3 separate regions of the Mus musculus genome follow, and all the other regions are linked to region 1. Evidence: chromatin contacts called from public Micro-C data. All regions are on one chromosome and are shown on one strand. The core of a region is the stretch at or near the end of the contact, and the rest is flanking DNA. Distances in the headings are between cores, read along the strand shown.

What was found. Hi-C and Micro-C count contacts between places; a contact is called where the count stands out from the background.
Region 2: a contact with region 1 is called in a Micro-C map of the G1E-ER4 cell line, with 1.8 times the contacts expected there. The contact joins two enhancer-like sites. A contact is called at or near these places in 11 of 39 promoter capture datasets (3T3-L1-derived adipocytes, the HPC-7 cell line, cranial neural crest and 5 more), 2 of 15 datasets of contacts at CTCF or cohesin (CD8 T cells and the G1E-ER4 cell line), 6 of 484 Hi-C or Micro-C datasets (the G1E-ER4 cell line, liver and uterus), 2 of 115 datasets of contacts at active chromatin or transcription factors (CD8 T cells and embryonic stem cells) and 2 of 9 other capture datasets (adipose tissue and liver).
Region 3: a Micro-C map of the G1E-ER4 cell line shows a contact between it and region 1, with 5 times the contacts expected there. The contact joins two enhancer-like sites. A contact is called at or near these places in 3 of 39 promoter capture datasets (the HPC-7 cell line, embryonic stem cells and pre-B cells), 5 of 484 Hi-C or Micro-C datasets (B cells, the G1E-ER4 cell line, granulocyte-monocyte progenitors and 2 more) and 7 of 115 datasets of contacts at active chromatin or transcription factors (the 230-238 cell line, CD8 T cells, effector CD8 T cells and 2 more).

Annotation. Positions count from the first base shown.
Region 1 is chr13:111,638,084-111,643,239 of GRCm38.p6, forward strand. It overlaps Gm15286 (a long non-coding RNA gene), which reads left to right. Exons shown (of 5, transcript XR_873959.1): 4 at 4,140-4,405. Among named protein-coding and RNA genes, the nearest start is that of Mier3, 46 kb to the right of the region's middle. Within about 2 kb of position 2,393, at least 60 of the 459 cell types and tissues checked have an H3K27ac peak or open chromatin away from gene starts, as enhancers often do. A contact at or near this core is called in B cells, the G1E-ER4 cell line, the HPC-7 cell line and 2 more, where this site is marked.
Region 2 is chr13:111,552,932-111,558,087 of GRCm38.p6, forward strand. No RefSeq gene overlaps it. Among named protein-coding and RNA genes, the nearest start is that of Gm15290, 5.6 kb to the left of the region's middle. Within about 2 kb of position 2,535, at least 16 of the 459 cell types and tissues checked have an H3K27ac peak or open chromatin away from gene starts, as enhancers often do. A contact at or near this core is called in the G1E-ER4 cell line, where this site is marked.
Region 3 is chr13:111,723,100-111,728,255 of GRCm38.p6, forward strand. It overlaps the pseudogene Gm15488. Among named protein-coding and RNA genes, the nearest start is that of Mier3, 40 kb to the left of the region's middle. Within about 2 kb of position 2,347, at least 391 of the 459 cell types and tissues checked have an H3K27ac peak or open chromatin away from gene starts, as enhancers often do. A contact at or near this core is called in B cells, the G1E-ER4 cell line, the HPC-7 cell line and 2 more, where this site is marked.

The DNA of each region.
Region 1 (5,156 bases), core at 1,143-3,642:
GTTTTCATGCAGCTCTTTTGCTTTCTACATCTTGATTTCTTCTCCGTATCTTCTTCAAAGTCCTCTGGCCTGTTCAGGTCCATCTATCTGCTCTTTCTGGTTCTCTGCTGCCCGGTTGGAGTTGTTGGGGTTCCCTTTCAGGTATAGCTATTTTTCATCCCCACCCTCCTTCTCATCGGTGTCTGGATTTCTTGTCCTCTGTAGGCTTATCCATAGCCCCATCCTCACCTTCTTCTTCTCCTTCTTCTTGTGGCAGACATCATAGCCCTGGGATGGAGCTGGTCATCAGTGCCATCAGAGCTTATAGACTATTTTTCCCTGTCTGTGTGACATCTCTCTGTCCTTCTTCCAGGCATGTGTCCCCCTGATTTGTAAGAGGGGCCACCTCCCCTTGATAAAAGGTCCGCTGATATCTCTGGACAGTTGTTAATATTCCGGCCCATTATCCTGGGCAGAAACAGCCTCATTGTCGTTGGCTTTTGCAAGCAGCCCAGGGCCTGTGAGGAGATGAATACCCCTAACAGTCCAGTCCTTGAGCGCTGCGCTGAGACTCATTTATCAATATTCTTTCAAGAAGTGTGGCTTCAACTCCTACCCTGTGTCTGACCCATGAGAGTTTCTCTTATTTGACATCAGCTTCCCATGTATTAAATTTTTATTGGACTTTTCCTTCTCAGTCATATCAGCCTTTGATCTTTTTATATCAGCTCAATCCAGCATATTGTCCAGAAATTGTTATTACTTTTTTTTTCATCTTTAGTCCTCTTGAGTATGGGACCCAGCCAATGTCTGTAGAAGTCCCGAACAAACGTTGCAAAGTCTAAATAAATGGGTCCTACACGGCTTTGTTGACAAGGCTTACTCTCAGTTCTGTTTCCCCATAAGTTGATGCCCACAGTCATAAACGCTAGGATCTTAGGAGGTATCTTTGCTCATAAACGAAGCTGAAAGAAAAAAAAACGAGAAGGTGAAAATCAAGGCCAGATTGTAGGCACCATCTCCGCTTGTCGGGACTGTAGATACTCGGCCATGTGTGTTTGAGGAAAAGTTGATGCTTTCAAAATGAGGAGACTGTAGCAGATCCAAAGCCTGACAATTAGCATTTCTTCTGAGGGATTGCCACAGTGTGCATACAGTTTGAGAGTGTCTCCTAAAGGCCCATGTGTTGGGCAGGTGAAGATTCTACACTACCTTAGCGTGAGGGTATGATACACAGCCTCTAATGTAAGGAAGGTCCCGTGGGAAGCAAATGGGGACATGTCCCTCAGAAAAGACCAATGTGCTTCTCAGGAAAACCTGGCTCATTCTTTTAAAAAAATATTTATTTATTATTTGTATTGACGTTTGGCCTGCAGCTATGTCTATAGGCCACATGTGTACCTTGCCAGTAGAGGCCAGAAAAGAGTGTCAGATCCCCTGGGATTGGAGCTACAGACAGTTATGAGGAGTCATGAACATATTGGGGAACTGAGACCAGGTCCTGTACAAGGGGAGCCAGTGCTCTTTTTTTTTAATTTACTTATTTATTTATTATATGTAAAGTACACTGTAGCTGTCTTCAGACACTCCAGAAGAGGGCATCAGATCTCATTACGGGTAGTTGTGAGCCACCATGTGGTTGCTGGGATTTGAACTTCGGACCTTTGGAAGAGCAATCGGGTGCTCTTACCCACTGAGCCATCTCACCAGCCCAGCCAGTGCTCTTAACCTATGATCAATCTCACTAGCCTTCCCTGGTTAATCCTTTTGAGAGATATGTTATAGATAAACATGCCATGCAATGTTGCCCACACCCCATACAATTGGATGCTATCCACCACTAGAGCTCAGCTGATGCCAGCATTGTGCCATTGAACTCCCAGGACTGGGTAACAGATAAAATTCTTTATTTTATAAATGACCGACTTCTGGCATTTTGTTATAGATACAGAAAATGAACCAATATAGGCACCGTCTCAGTGGGGCTATGAAAATTCCTGCACTGCCCATGACAGGAATAGAGAATGTTCTGGACAGGAGTGGACCATGAATCACTGATTTAACGGAGGTCTCTCTTATTGCATCATAGAGAAAATGCAGATCCACTTTGGAAGTGAAGGGAATCAGGAGAATATTCTCTGGATTATCCAGAGTCATAACTCTCGTAACCAGCTCTGCCCAGGGCAAGATGCAGCATAGCAAGGTAGTTTTGAACATTGTAAACTCTGGATTCATGGCAGTAACACAAGCCTGGTCATTCACCAGAACCTAGGAGAAGAGGGTGGACTGAACAGATAAAGCTAGCGCAGTAGGTAAGGGGCAAGCTTAACAAAGTACAGATTAATACTATATGCAAATACCGAAGGCCTGAGACAAAGAAAACGAGCTGGCGGTAGGTGCCGCTTGTGCAATCTCAGACCCCACTGTACACACTTCCTTTGTGGTAATTACTGTCACCACAGCCAAACAGTCACTTCTCCAATCGTTTGTAATTATTTATCTCCTTAACTTCACAGTACATTTCATGAGGAGGTAGGTAGTGTCTGTCTTATCACCCCAAATCCTATACTGACAGACACACAGTAAATATTTATTGAGTAAATGAAGGGTCACAAACCAATCATGTACTGGGCTCTTTTGCATAATGTGCTCCTCATTCAGGCTTAAACTCTATTTTGTGCCTTCAGATTCACCAGCTGCCTCCTGTGTGCATAAATTAAACCCCACTGACAGTCATCTCACCTGTGGCTTTATGTACATGGCTTGGATCAGAGGGTCATGGACAGAGCCAAAAAAATAAGTCCTTTGGTTTTTGTTCTTGTTTTCTGTTTTCATCTTGGTTTAGTTTGATTTGGTAACTTTCAAATAAAAAGTAGATCCAAGCTACGGGAAAGTTGAAAGCAGAGAGAACTGCAGTTTTATATTAGTAATTCTCATGTTTGTTTGTTTTTCCATGATGGTTTTTCTGTGCAGCCCTGGCTGTTCCGGAACTTGCTCTGTAGATCAGGCTGACCTTGAATTCACAGAGATCCACCTGCCTCTGCCTCCTGAGCCCTGAGATTAAAGCTATGCGCCACCATTGCTAAGCAACCAACATCAGTAACTCTCAAAGTGCCACAGAAAGGAAATCTAGAATGTACCCTTTCATCTTCCTCTCTCTCTCTCTCTCTCTCTCTCTCTCTCTCTCTCTCTCTCTCTCTCTCTCTCCTTCTTTCTTTCTAAAACTGGGTCTCATTATGTAGCTCTGGCTGGCCTAGAACTCAATCTGTATAGCAGGCTGACCTCAAACCCACAGTGATCTATCTACCTGCTTCCTCTGCCTCTGCCTCTGCCTCTGCCTCTGCCTCTGCCTCTGCCTCTGCCTCTGCCTCTGCCTCTGCCTCGTTCCCAACCAGGTTGACATGACCTTGGCTGGGGACCCAGAGACTCCACCTTTCTTTTTGGGCTGAGTTTTTTTCAGATATTGTGATAATAAATTCCAGTTTAATGACTCCAAATCTTTTCCCATCATTTGCAATCAAGTCCTTTGGCCAGTACAAAATCTAAGTGGGACTTTCAGGAATAGTCACAGTCCCTGCTCCAGAGAGAAGACACACAGAGTATCCTTCTGTTCTCTGGGAGAAAGGCAAATTTCAAATATCCCTCCCTGTTGCTCTTTCCTTGGTATGTCAAAAGGCCCAAGAGAAGGGCTTAGGGGTTAGAGAAATGGTTCATTGTTTAAGAGCATTGGTTGCTCTACCAGAAGACCCAGGTTTGGTTCTTAGCAAACATACAATGGTTTATATCTGTAATTCCAATTCCAGAGGATCTGACACCAACTTCTGTACTTCGTTGGCACTAGGAATGCATGTGGTGCATATACACACATGCAGCCAACGCACTCATACACATAAAATAAAAATATTTAAAATAGAGAGGGAGGGAGGGAGGGAGGGTGGGAGAGAGAGAGAAAGAGAAGAAGAAGAAGAGAAGGAGGAGGAAGAGGAAGAGGGGGAGGAGGAGAAGATTTATTTTGGATTATGGTTTCAATGAATGTAGTCCATCCTGGTTGGTAAAGCATGACAGTGGGAACATGGAGTGATTGGTTACATGGTGTCTGCAGTCAGTAAACACAGACAGACCAATGTTGACATTCTATTCGCTCTCTCCTTTTTATTCAGTTCCAGACTCCGGACCGTGAGATGGTGCTACCCAGATCCAGGGTGTATCTCTGTGGGGATGCTCTCGCATGCACATACCTCCTCATTGATTGAAACCTCAGTCCAGGTGGCCTTGAAGATTAATCATCACAGTAGCAGCCAACCCACTGCCCTGAGCTTTACAGGATCTTCCACGTCCTCAGATGCCAGCCTGAAAATTATACCCAACATATCCACACCTCCCTCACTACCTCATTCTCCTACTTTGGTGTAGATTTATTTCAAAGGTTATTGTCTAATCAACTAAAATGCGTCTAAATACATTTTCCCCCTATAGTTCTAATTTCAGAGTCACCAACGTGCTCTCTTGAATTTAATTGTTTAAAAAGGCTGCAGCTGTGGGGTGACAGACATTTTTAAGAATTAAGTGGCTGTCCAGTTCAGGTTTTAACTTTTTCTACTTAGTGTTAGAAGCAATTCCTGTGTCTTTTGAAAATCCTGCTCGTTTGAAGTAGGTTTTACAAGCAATCGATGCCCCTTGGTCTAGCTGTGGGTCCGGAGGCTTTGTTGGAATTGTTATGGTGGCCTTATGTCCTTTGCCATATGCAGGACCAGGACATGGAGGAGTGTGTGTTGACTAGTTTTGGGTCAACTTGATACAAGCTACAGACATATGGGAGGAAGGCACCTCAATTGAGAAAACACTGCACTAGATTGACCTGTGAGAGAGCTGTATGCACTTTCTTGGTTGGTGATTGACTTGGGGTGTCCAACTCACTGCGAGCAGTGCCAACCCTAGGGAGGCAGTCCGGAGTTGTGTAAGGAAGCAGGCTGAAAAAAGCCACAGAACACAAGTCAGTAAAGAGCATTCCTCTATGACTTCTGCTCCAGTCCTTGCCTTCAGGTTCCTGCCCTGAGTTCTCATCTCACCCCCGCTTCCTCAGTGATAGATAGACTTATCAGCTACTGCTTATAGTAGCTTAAAGTCGGAAACAACACAGTAACAACAACAATAGCAACAACAACAACAACAACAAC
Region 2 (5,156 bases), core at 1,285-3,784, 85 kb before region 1:
ATGATAAGAGAGCTTGCTGCTGGGTACGAGATAGCCAGATAAGAAGGACAGGAAGCCCGGAGAACAACCGCCATTGTTTCCCACAGACGGACCCTCGCTGAAGAGCTCTGAGGCACCTTTTCCCTTACTAGTCAAGGTCTAAACTGTATAGGGAGTTACACCTTTATACACATTCTTTTCTTTTCTTTTTTTTTGTTTTTTGTTTTTTTTTTTGTTTTGTTTTGTTTTTTGAGACAGAGTTTCTTTGTATAGCCCTGGCTGTCCTGGAACTCACTTTGTAGACCAGGCTGGCCTTGAACTCAGAAATCCATGCGCTCTTTATACGCATTCTTGCAAGCAGCCTTTCTCATTACACCAGGCTGAGTTGTGGATAGGAGTAGCTTCTGAGAAGGCCTCCACCCATTCCAGGAAGAAGATCCCAGATTTCCTTGGGGGTGGGAGTCGCCGAGGACTCTGCCTGGTCTGACCTCCTTTGCATTTGCTTTCTGGTGCCTACGAAGAGTTCACCTTGAGGGGCTGGGGAAGTGGCTCAGTAGGTAAGAACTCTTGCTAGGCAAACACGAGGTTTCCCTGAGTTAGCATCTCCAGAGCTCATGTCAGGCACGGCCTCTGGTGCCATAACCCACTGCTGGGTATGATGCAGAGGGAGGCAGATCTGGGGAGCTCTCTGGCCAGTCAACTTAACCACAAAGGAAGCTTTAGGTTTAAGCAAAGACCCTGTCTCAGGGGACTAAGGTGAGATGTGATAGAGCAGGGTACTTGTTTCCCTCTGGCCTCCCAGGCGTGCGCGCGCGCGCGCGTGCGCGCACACACACACACACACACACACACACAACCTTGGCTGTTTCCTTGCTCTGCCTGTACCTTGAAGTGAACCCCTATTCAGGAGAACCTAGATCGCTGCTCCGGTTGGAATCAGAGGAGACCCAGAAGGAGGCACCTCCTCTAATCCATACCAAAGTGACCAAGTTCTGCAGGACTTTTTAGAAAAGATGTATTTATTATTTTATGTGTGCGAGTGTTTCCCTTGTGTGTATGGAGGTGTGGGTTCCACCCGTGACTCTGGTGCCCATGGAGGTCAGAAGAGGACATGGAATTCCGTGGAACTACAGTTCTAGACAGATGGGGGCTGCCACGAGGCAGCTGGGAATCAAACCCAGGTCTCTGGAAGAGCAGTGTGTGCTTTTAGCCACTGGAGCTTTCTCTCCACAGCTCCCTCTGGAGGGGTCTACAGTAATGTAAACTAGGTCTGCCTTAAAGGAAGAACACGGTTCACTCTGAGCCGAGTATGAGGGAGCATGGCCCAAACACATGGATTCCAGTTACCCTTATTGGTGAGTGTCACCAGGAAGAGGCTACGTGATATACGACCAAGAAAGCTGTAAATCTGTATATTTACCAGGTTACTCGGTGAGGGCGTCAGACAGGTAGGCTATGCCTAGGTGAAGACATCGTTTTCATGGGCTTTATTGACTTTTGAGGGTATTTTTTATTTTAAATTTTATGTATATGAGTGCTAGTCTGCATATATGTTATATGGTCCCCAAGGAGGCCAGAAGAAGGTGTCAGATCCCTTGGGACTGGAGATATGAGTGTTTGTGAGGTGACATATATATTCTGGTCACCAAACCTGGGTCCTTTGCTCTAACCACTGAACCATCTCCCAACCTCCACCCATCTAGCATTTTTTTTTAGCTTTAGGGTTGAAGACTACAGATTTGCTAAGCCTAGTGAAATCTGAGACGTTATGTTACGAGTTAGGAGACCATTAACTCATATATCAAAGTTAAGACAAGTGGCTTTTAAAGTGGTGATGATATTCCAAGATAATTTGGGTTCTCAACCTACAATACTCTATTTCTCTAAAACAGCGGTTCTCAACCTGTGAGTTGTGACCCCTTTGGAGGGGGTTGCATATCAGAGATCTACATTATGATTCATAACAGTAACAAAATTACAGTTATGGAGCAGCAATGGAAATAATTTTGTGGCTGGGGAACTTTATTAAAGGGTCTCAGTGTTAGGAAGGTTGAGAACCACTGCTCTGTGGGCTTGGTGCCCCACTCAGGTGCCTGCTGGATCTTCAGAGTGGAAATGGCTTCTTTGCTATGGCAGCTGGCGCTGACTGGTGCAGCATCTGTCCAGTCTGTCTGAACCTCTGTCCTTCTGCCCTCTGGGTCACCCTTGCATGGTTCTCCTTGCAGTGGCCATATCTTAAACCTAACAGCTAAATCCATTTCCTTCTGCTTCAGGGATGGACTCCATCCTAGCAACTGTGTCTGCCCAAATCTCAGAATAATTAAATCGGGATTTGGGGGCTGGGGGATGGGAGGGAGGAGGTCTCCTGACTTGAAGAGTGAAATTCGGTGAGGCAGCGAGGGGACCTTTTTTAGACTTTAGACATATTACATTTAAGGAGCTGCTGTTGGGGACAGTCACATTCTGCCTGGAGCTGCGGTGGGGGACAGTCATGTTCCGCCTAGATCGTGTGTCAGGAATGAGAATCTTAGCTGCTTCGGTGATTCCCCCTGACTGCCAGGAACGCTGAGGGCAGCCCTCTTTATGACCTCTTGCTACTGGGAAAAACTGTATCTTTCAAGTTCCTGTCCTTTGTGAGCTGGCTTGCAGCCAGCGACCGACAAATGTTTAGAAGATAAAGTCTAGGCTCTCGGTCCTCAGCTCTGGACAACCCTGAGAGCAACTGACCTGAAGACTGCTCACAGGATAGTTTGAGACCCACCCTAGCAGCTGGGTGTCTCCTGCTTCTCTTCCTTGGGTGTTAGTCCTGAGACACCCCCCCCCCAATAAAAATTCTGGGTGCTAACTCCTCTCAGGGGCGTTATTTCTGGAAAACTCAGCCTGGGGAGGGTTTTCTATCAATTAACTACCATTTTCTTCTACATTTATAGCTGTTCCTACAAACACCAGAAGAAATGTGTCAAATCCACATTAATTATGTTTATTTTGAAATATAAATTCAGTGAAAGTATAAGCCGGGGGGAACACGGGTATGTTAGGTGGGAAAATAGGTAGTAATTACTGAATTGTGCGAGAATATAAATTAGTGCCATGAATTTAAAATTGAGCTCAGTCTATTTTGGTTACAGTAAATAACTTAGTGTGTTTGTGATGATTTCAGAAAATTAACTTGGTACCAGGGAAGATTTGCAAACTGGCCTTGTTTGTTAGGCGCTTGCTTTGCTTGCCAGCCTGCCATCCATCCATCCTTCCTTCCATTCTTCCTTCCTTCCTTCCTTCCTTCCTTCCTTCCTTCCTCCCTCCCTCCCTCCCTCCCTCCCTCCCTCCCTCCCTCCCTCCCTCCCTCCCTCCCTCTCTCTTTCTTTCTTTCTTTCTTTCTTTCTTTCTTTCTTTCTTTCTCTCTCCCTTCCTTTCTTCCTCCCTTCCCCGGCTCTTTCTTTTTTCCTTTCTTTCTTTTTCTTTTTGTACTGAAAGTGAACAGGGAGCCTCAAACGTAAGTCCACCCTCTACCCCTGAACTATGTCTCAGCTCCTCTCAAGTTCTCCCTCAGCAGCCCTTTGCCGTGACCATGGGCTTGGGCCGGCTCTCAAGGGGTCCCGGATCCAAAGGCCACCTGTGAGGTGGGCAGAGTAAACTCCCTTTCAGCAACTTCACCTCTAAATGTGTCTGAGGGAGATAAAGAGATCATGGGTGAGACCTCCATGCCCAGCAAACAGCTCTCTCTCTCTCTCTTTCTCTCTCTCTCTTTCTCTGTGTTTGGGGGGTGTGGGACCTTTCCCACATCTATAGTTTTATGAATAGTACTATATACAAATAATGCTTACTTTATTTTGTTTATGTGTTTGTGTGAGTGTTTGCCATGTGTGGGTGCTCACAGAGGCCAGAATAGAAACCAGACTAGCAGGGTATTGTGAGCTGTCTAACCTTGGTATTAGAACCAAACTCTGCAGAAGAGCAGCAACACTCTTAAACACTCTCCTAAGAGTTCCCTCTGAATACACTCATAGACTCTTTTCCTTTGAGTCAGTGTTCCATATTCTCTAGACTACCCTTAAATTTTGTGTGTGGCCAAGGACAACCTGGAACTCCTGCTCCTCCTGTCTCTACACCCCCAGGCCTGGAGTTACAGAGATGTACTGTCATGCTTCTATTTTATATGAAATACTTTCATTTTTCTGATTATCATCTTACGTTGGTGGCTGTGAGTGGTGATCTTGCTTTTCTGTCCATCATTGATATCTTGGTTAGATCTCATAGCTTTATGGTTACTCTTAGTTGCTCAAACTCAATCAGCTTTAATTCCAGTTTTGATAGACTGATTGTGCGCATGTTGTGTGAGAGTGTGTATATGTGGTGTCTGTGCCTGTGTGTGTGCAGATGCGCATGCCTGTGCCTGTGCACACACGAAGAAGAGGCCAGAGGAGGATGCTGGAGTTCCTGCTTCATCACTTTGTCTTCTTCCTTTAGAAACAGTCTCTCCCTGAACCTGGAGCTGGCTGGTGGCTAACAAGTCTTAGTCATCCTCCTGTCTCTGCTCCCCACAGTGCTGTGGTAACAGGTGTGTGACCACCCCCAGCTTTTTATTTTACATGGGTGCTGGAGTCTGAATTCATATTTCAAGCTTGTACAACAACAACAACAACAACAACAACCCGTCTCTTACTTATGGAGCTCTCTTTGGTCCGAGGAGCTCTGTACTTACACAAGGTCCCAGGACTCACCATTTCCTCTGACTGGGGCAGTCTTCCCATTTGCTGAATGGATTTATTACTCAGACTTCAGGCCATCTTTGTTTCTCAAGGAGGCTTTCCTACCCACACAACTGTTACCTTACGCACTCAGAATTCTTTACTGGGCAGGTGTCCTACGTCTATAACACAGTATTTAGGACACAGGCAGGAGGGTTAGGAGATCAACGACAGCCTCAGCTACACAGTGGCTCAAAGCAGTCTGGGTTACAGGAGACCCTGGCCCCCAGACAGACACACAAACCCTAAAACAAAGCAGAGGATCTGTTTCTCTTCCAGGTGTAGGTGAGAAGAGAGGCACGTGGATCTTAGCACGGAGAGGACAGTTAACCGGCCCACAGAGCTAGAGAAGCCCCTGGGTCACTGATAGGAGTTCAGGGCTTTCCATGACTCTCCTTCAGAATCCACATTTACTGCATCTGCTGTCTT
Region 3 (5,156 bases), core at 1,097-3,596, 85 kb after region 1:
ATTATGATACTTTAATACATGTTCTTTCATCTTCTTAAACAATTTATTTCCAGTCTAGAATATCATGTTTTTGTTTTTGTTTCTTTTTTTTTTCCCCCGAGACAGGGTTTCTCTGTGTAGCCCTGGCTGTCCTGGAACTCACTCTGTAGACCAGGCTGGCCTCGAACTCAGAAATCCGCCTGCCTCTGCCTCCCAAGTGCTGGGATTAAAGGTGTGTGCCACCACGCCCGCCTGAATGTCATGTTTTTGAAAGACTTGTTCCTAACAGATGATGAAGCACAGAACCAGCAGACCATAGAGAAGGCAGAATCTAAATTTTAATGATAATATGAACAACATTCTTTAGACTCAGTTTTACAAAGTTATATACACATATATATCCACACGCATATATTTATTTAGTCTAATTTGATATCCCTTGGATATTATTTTAAAAGTGTATTTTGCTAATGACTAGTATAGAAGATTTATGTGAGAACAAATGAATCTGACCTTCATGCTGTTTTTTTCTATAACTGGTAAAGGAGAAAATGAATATATATTGGGAAAGTCTCATGACCAAAAAATGCATTTATTGGGATGGAGAGATGGCTCAGCAGTTAAGAGCACTGGCTGCTCTTCCAAAGGTTCTGAGTTCAAATCCTAGCAACTACATGGTAGCTCACAACCATCTGTAATGAGATCTGATGCTCTCTTCTGCGGTGTCTGAAGTCAGGTACAGTGTACTTACATATAAATGCAATTATTCCATCACACATTATAGCATACTTTAACAGACAATGTAATTTATAAGGTTAATTATGAAATTAAAAGTCTGAAAACTTGGGTTTCAAATTCAAATCTTTATTTACTCTGACTACAGAGCTAGACCAGCAATCTTTGGCAATACTAACAGCTTTTTACCAGGATACATAGATTCTGTTTCTTGGGTATCAATCCTTCAGTGACAAGACAAATCTTCCTGTAGACACCTAAACCCAAGGTCATACAACGAATGTCTTCTGGTTTAAAGCCATTTGGTTGTTGATAGCCATTTTCAAACAGTCTCACCTTTTGATGCTGGACTCTCAGAAGGTGTTGATTTTTTGACTCAACTGGTTCTGGAAGCACAAGAAATTTGATGGCTTACTATGGTCGTTTAAAAATAGAGCCTGGGGAACCTTTGGTAACGTTCCTAGAACAACGTCACCTGTAATAATTTTATCTTTGGGTCTTTTGCAATGTGTTGAAGAATCTGAAAGTTTCTGTTTCCTACGCAGCAATCGACTAAAGTTCTGGATGATTCCTGGGTTATTGCCCTTAATGAACTAAGCTATGCTAAACTGAGACCCTAGAAGAAGCAATTCTTTGGGAGAGGTCAATGTTCTCTAACCCGCAACCATGAGCATCCAAGTAGCCAGTCATCAACATGCGTTTTGTTTTGTTTTGTTTTTGCAAAGAAACTTGGGCATGGAAATGCTAGGGAACGTGCCCGAGGTACTAAAGCTGTAAACGGAAAGATCAGAAGCAGACACGTAGCTCAGCTTTCCCTCGAACCATTCAATAGCTACTTGAATGTTTTCAAATAAGAATCTTCGTAAACACTTTTTCCCATAGGCGTGTCCTTTTCAAAGGCAAACTTAAGCCAAATTCACATCCCTTGTCATATAGTCTCTCCCGGGAGTGGTAATTTCTTCTTTGACTATATCACTCTTACTTCCAGAACTATTTTTTTTTTTTAACAAACTGTTGTTTCTGAACAAAAAGGAAGAAACTTTCTCTTGATATTTCTAAGGTAACGCCACACCCGAATTCACGTCTCCGTAGTGTGAAGCTTCGGGAAGGCGCTTGTGTCTGTCTCACTTTCAGCCGAGTCTTCCGCTGCATAGACTGCAGATCAGCAGCACGCTCACAAACGCCAGCCGTCACAGCCCACGGCGACCCACCCCGAGCAATCCATGGTTTTCTGCTCTTTTCTACGCGTTAATGAGACTAAGCCTTGACTTTTCCGAGGAAGTTCAAACTCCTAGGTCCCGGTTGAGGAAAGGCCACACCCCCACTTTGTAAGTTTCTATTTGCTCCTTTGCAGCATCCTTGTAAGGGCGGAGTTACTAAAGGAAAAAAGCGCGCGCGCGTGAGACCCAGCAGCGCGGCGCACACTGGGAAAGGGGACACAGGTCCCGCCCCCGTAAGGTGGGCATCTGCGTTACCGAATAGCCCCAACCCCCTCGGCGACCCTCAGCCTCAGGGCTCCGCCTACTTTGGGCTCCACCCACTTCAGGTTCCTTTCGCCTTAAACCTCGGGTTGTCCCAGGCTCCACCCACCTCAGGCTCCTCCTCTTAGGCCCGCCCACCGCAGAACTTTGGAAGCCCCCAGGCTCCACCCACCTCAGGCTCGGCCCCCCCCAAGGCTTGCTCGAGTCAGCCCAGGGCATCCCGGGGCTTCAAGTACTTCAGGCTCCGCCTCCGCGGCCCGCCCGCCTCAGCCCATTGGCTGGGCGTAACAGCTTTGGCAGCAGCGAGGGCTGCGTGACGTCGTGAGGTCCTGCCATTCCGTCCTCTCACTTCGGGTTGTAGGTGAGGCTTCTCACATTCTGGGGGGGACGAAGCGGCGCCATCGCCCCCACACACCCTGCAGGCTGCTCTGTGGTGCAGCGAGGAGGAAGGCGTGGAAGAGGCGCGTCGAATCCTCGCCCCGCTCAGTTAAGGGAGGAGCCGGGCTGCGCTGTCCCGCCCTCCGGGCCTCCGCCCAGGGTGTCCCACACCGCAAGGCTCCTGCAGCCCGGGCGCGCAGAGCTGGAGCAGCCTGCTCTCGCTGTGCGTTTGCGCTCTCATGGGTACAACGATCTTGGTTGTGCGCGAAGAGTCACTGGACTTCATGGCATCCTGGCCTCTAGGAACGCTCCCTGGGCGTGGGCCGCCTGGTTTCTTTCCCAGGGTTGTGCCTGCTGCTTGTAACGTCTGTCCTCAGCCTCTGCTTAGTCCCTACTCTCATGGGCTCCACTCAGCTGAACTCTTCTCGGCCAATTTCCAGCCTTAGCCTGGACCTCAGGCGCTTCTAAGAGCGAGCGAACCCATTCAAAGAGGCACACACACACTGATTTAGTTTATGCGTATTAGTGATTTACCTGCATGTATATATGTGCACCTTGTGGGTATCTGGTGTCCACGGTGTCCGCTGGAACCGGATAAATGGTTGTGAGCGACCATGTGGATGTTGGGAACAGAATCCCAAGGTAGCTGCATGAGTGTTCTTAACTAAAGTGATTTGTGAATATATAGACATAAGAACAAAATGCCCTGTTTGCACTTCATTCTCCTAAACAGCCGAAGGCAAGATTACCAGACAAAATGCTTTCTTAAGGAGCTTTTTAAGGTATAGTATATGATATTTCATAGTGGTGTATGATAAACCGCACACACTTAAAGTGAACAATTTGATAAATCTTTTGTCTATACACTAATCAAAATTAAGATTGTAAATGTATCCATCACTTTCAAAATCCTGTTAGAACCTTTCTTTAACCATTCTCATGTATTCTTTCATTCCCAGTCCCCAAGTGACCATTAAGCTTTCTGTCATTGGATTAATATGATCATGTTATATTATCCTTTATATTACTGGGTTCTTTTGGTAAGATATTTAAAGAAAATTTGCATATGCATTATGAGAGATATGGGTCTATAATCTTGTGTTTGATGTTATTTTATCCAGTTTTGGATAAATACTAGCCTCATGGAAGGTGGGAAGCCATTTCTCCATGGATGGTATTTGAAAGAACTTTAATAACTCACTCAATGCACAGGGCCAGCACCCATGTGTATCAATAGGTCGGGTGTCCACACGACAGATTCTGGAACTTTGGTTTCTTTTTAAAAGAAAAAAAAAACACGCACACAGAAATATTATAAGAATGTGTTTTGGAGGCTGGAGAGATGGCTCAGCAGTTAAAAGCACTGACTGCTTTTCCAGAGACCGTGAGTTCAACTCCCAGCAACCACATGGTGGCTTATAATCATCTGTAATGGGGATCCGATGCCCTCTTCTGGTATGTCTGAAGACAGTGAAAGTGTACTCACATACATGAAATAAAAAAATAATAAATCTAAAAACAACAACCCAAAAAGAATGTGTTTTTGTTTTAATTCCAGGCTTGCTTTGACCTGTCAGAATCAGCTGATCATGATTTGCCTCATGCTCTAGCAAAAGCCTGGTTTTGCCAGCTGCAGATAGTTTCTGCGATTGTGTGACATTTGGAATTCTGGGAACTTTTCTGAGGGTATATAAATGTGAGGGCCTTGTGGTGGTTTGAATATGCACAATTAGGAAGTATGACCTTGTTGGAGGAACTGTGACACAAAGTGGGTTTTGAGACCTTCTTTTAGCCACTTGGAAGACAATCTGCTCCTGACTTTCTTTGGATGAAGATGAACTCTCAGCTCCTTCTGCACCATGCCTGGCTGGAAGCTGCCATGCTCCAAATTGATGATAATGGACAGAGCCTCTGAACCTGTAAGCCATCCTCAATTAAGTGTTGTCTTTTATAAGAGTTGTCTTGGTCATGGTGTCTGTTTATAACAATAAACCCTAAGACAGGCCCCCAAGAGGCATGGTGTGTAGTCATTGGTCATTTAGAGAGGTTGGTTACAGTTTGTTAGTAGATATGGTCAAAGAAGAAATAATAGAAAAGAGATTAGATTCCAGGATCTCTCTGTCTTCTCTCTTTCTCTCTATCCTTCTTAGGGGTGAAACTAGGGCACAGAATAAAGGGTAGGAAAAAGAAGAACCCACAAAGTAGCCAAGACCAGCTACAAGTGGCTCCTATTGGGCACAAGAAGGAAAAAACGAGAAATTTGATTTTAAATGTAGAGGAAATGGCAGGTGACAAAGAAATGTTTTTATTTTTTTCAAGTGGAAAAAATTCTTTTGACTTGTATCACTGGGATACCCCTTGCTTTGCTCTTAGAGGGGATTTTCTGTTTCTTTTTTGTATATTTTGTTTCAAAAAGGTTGAAAGACTGGCTAAGTAGTTGAAAATATTGCAGGTGGAAATGAAGGGAACTGAGAAACAAAAAATGGCTGAAATGGGGAAACAGAAGGGGGCTCTCTGCTCTCTCATTTCTCAAGGGTTTCACAGCTGTCTGTGAAACTGGAGAGGTTCCTGGTGGAGGTGGAA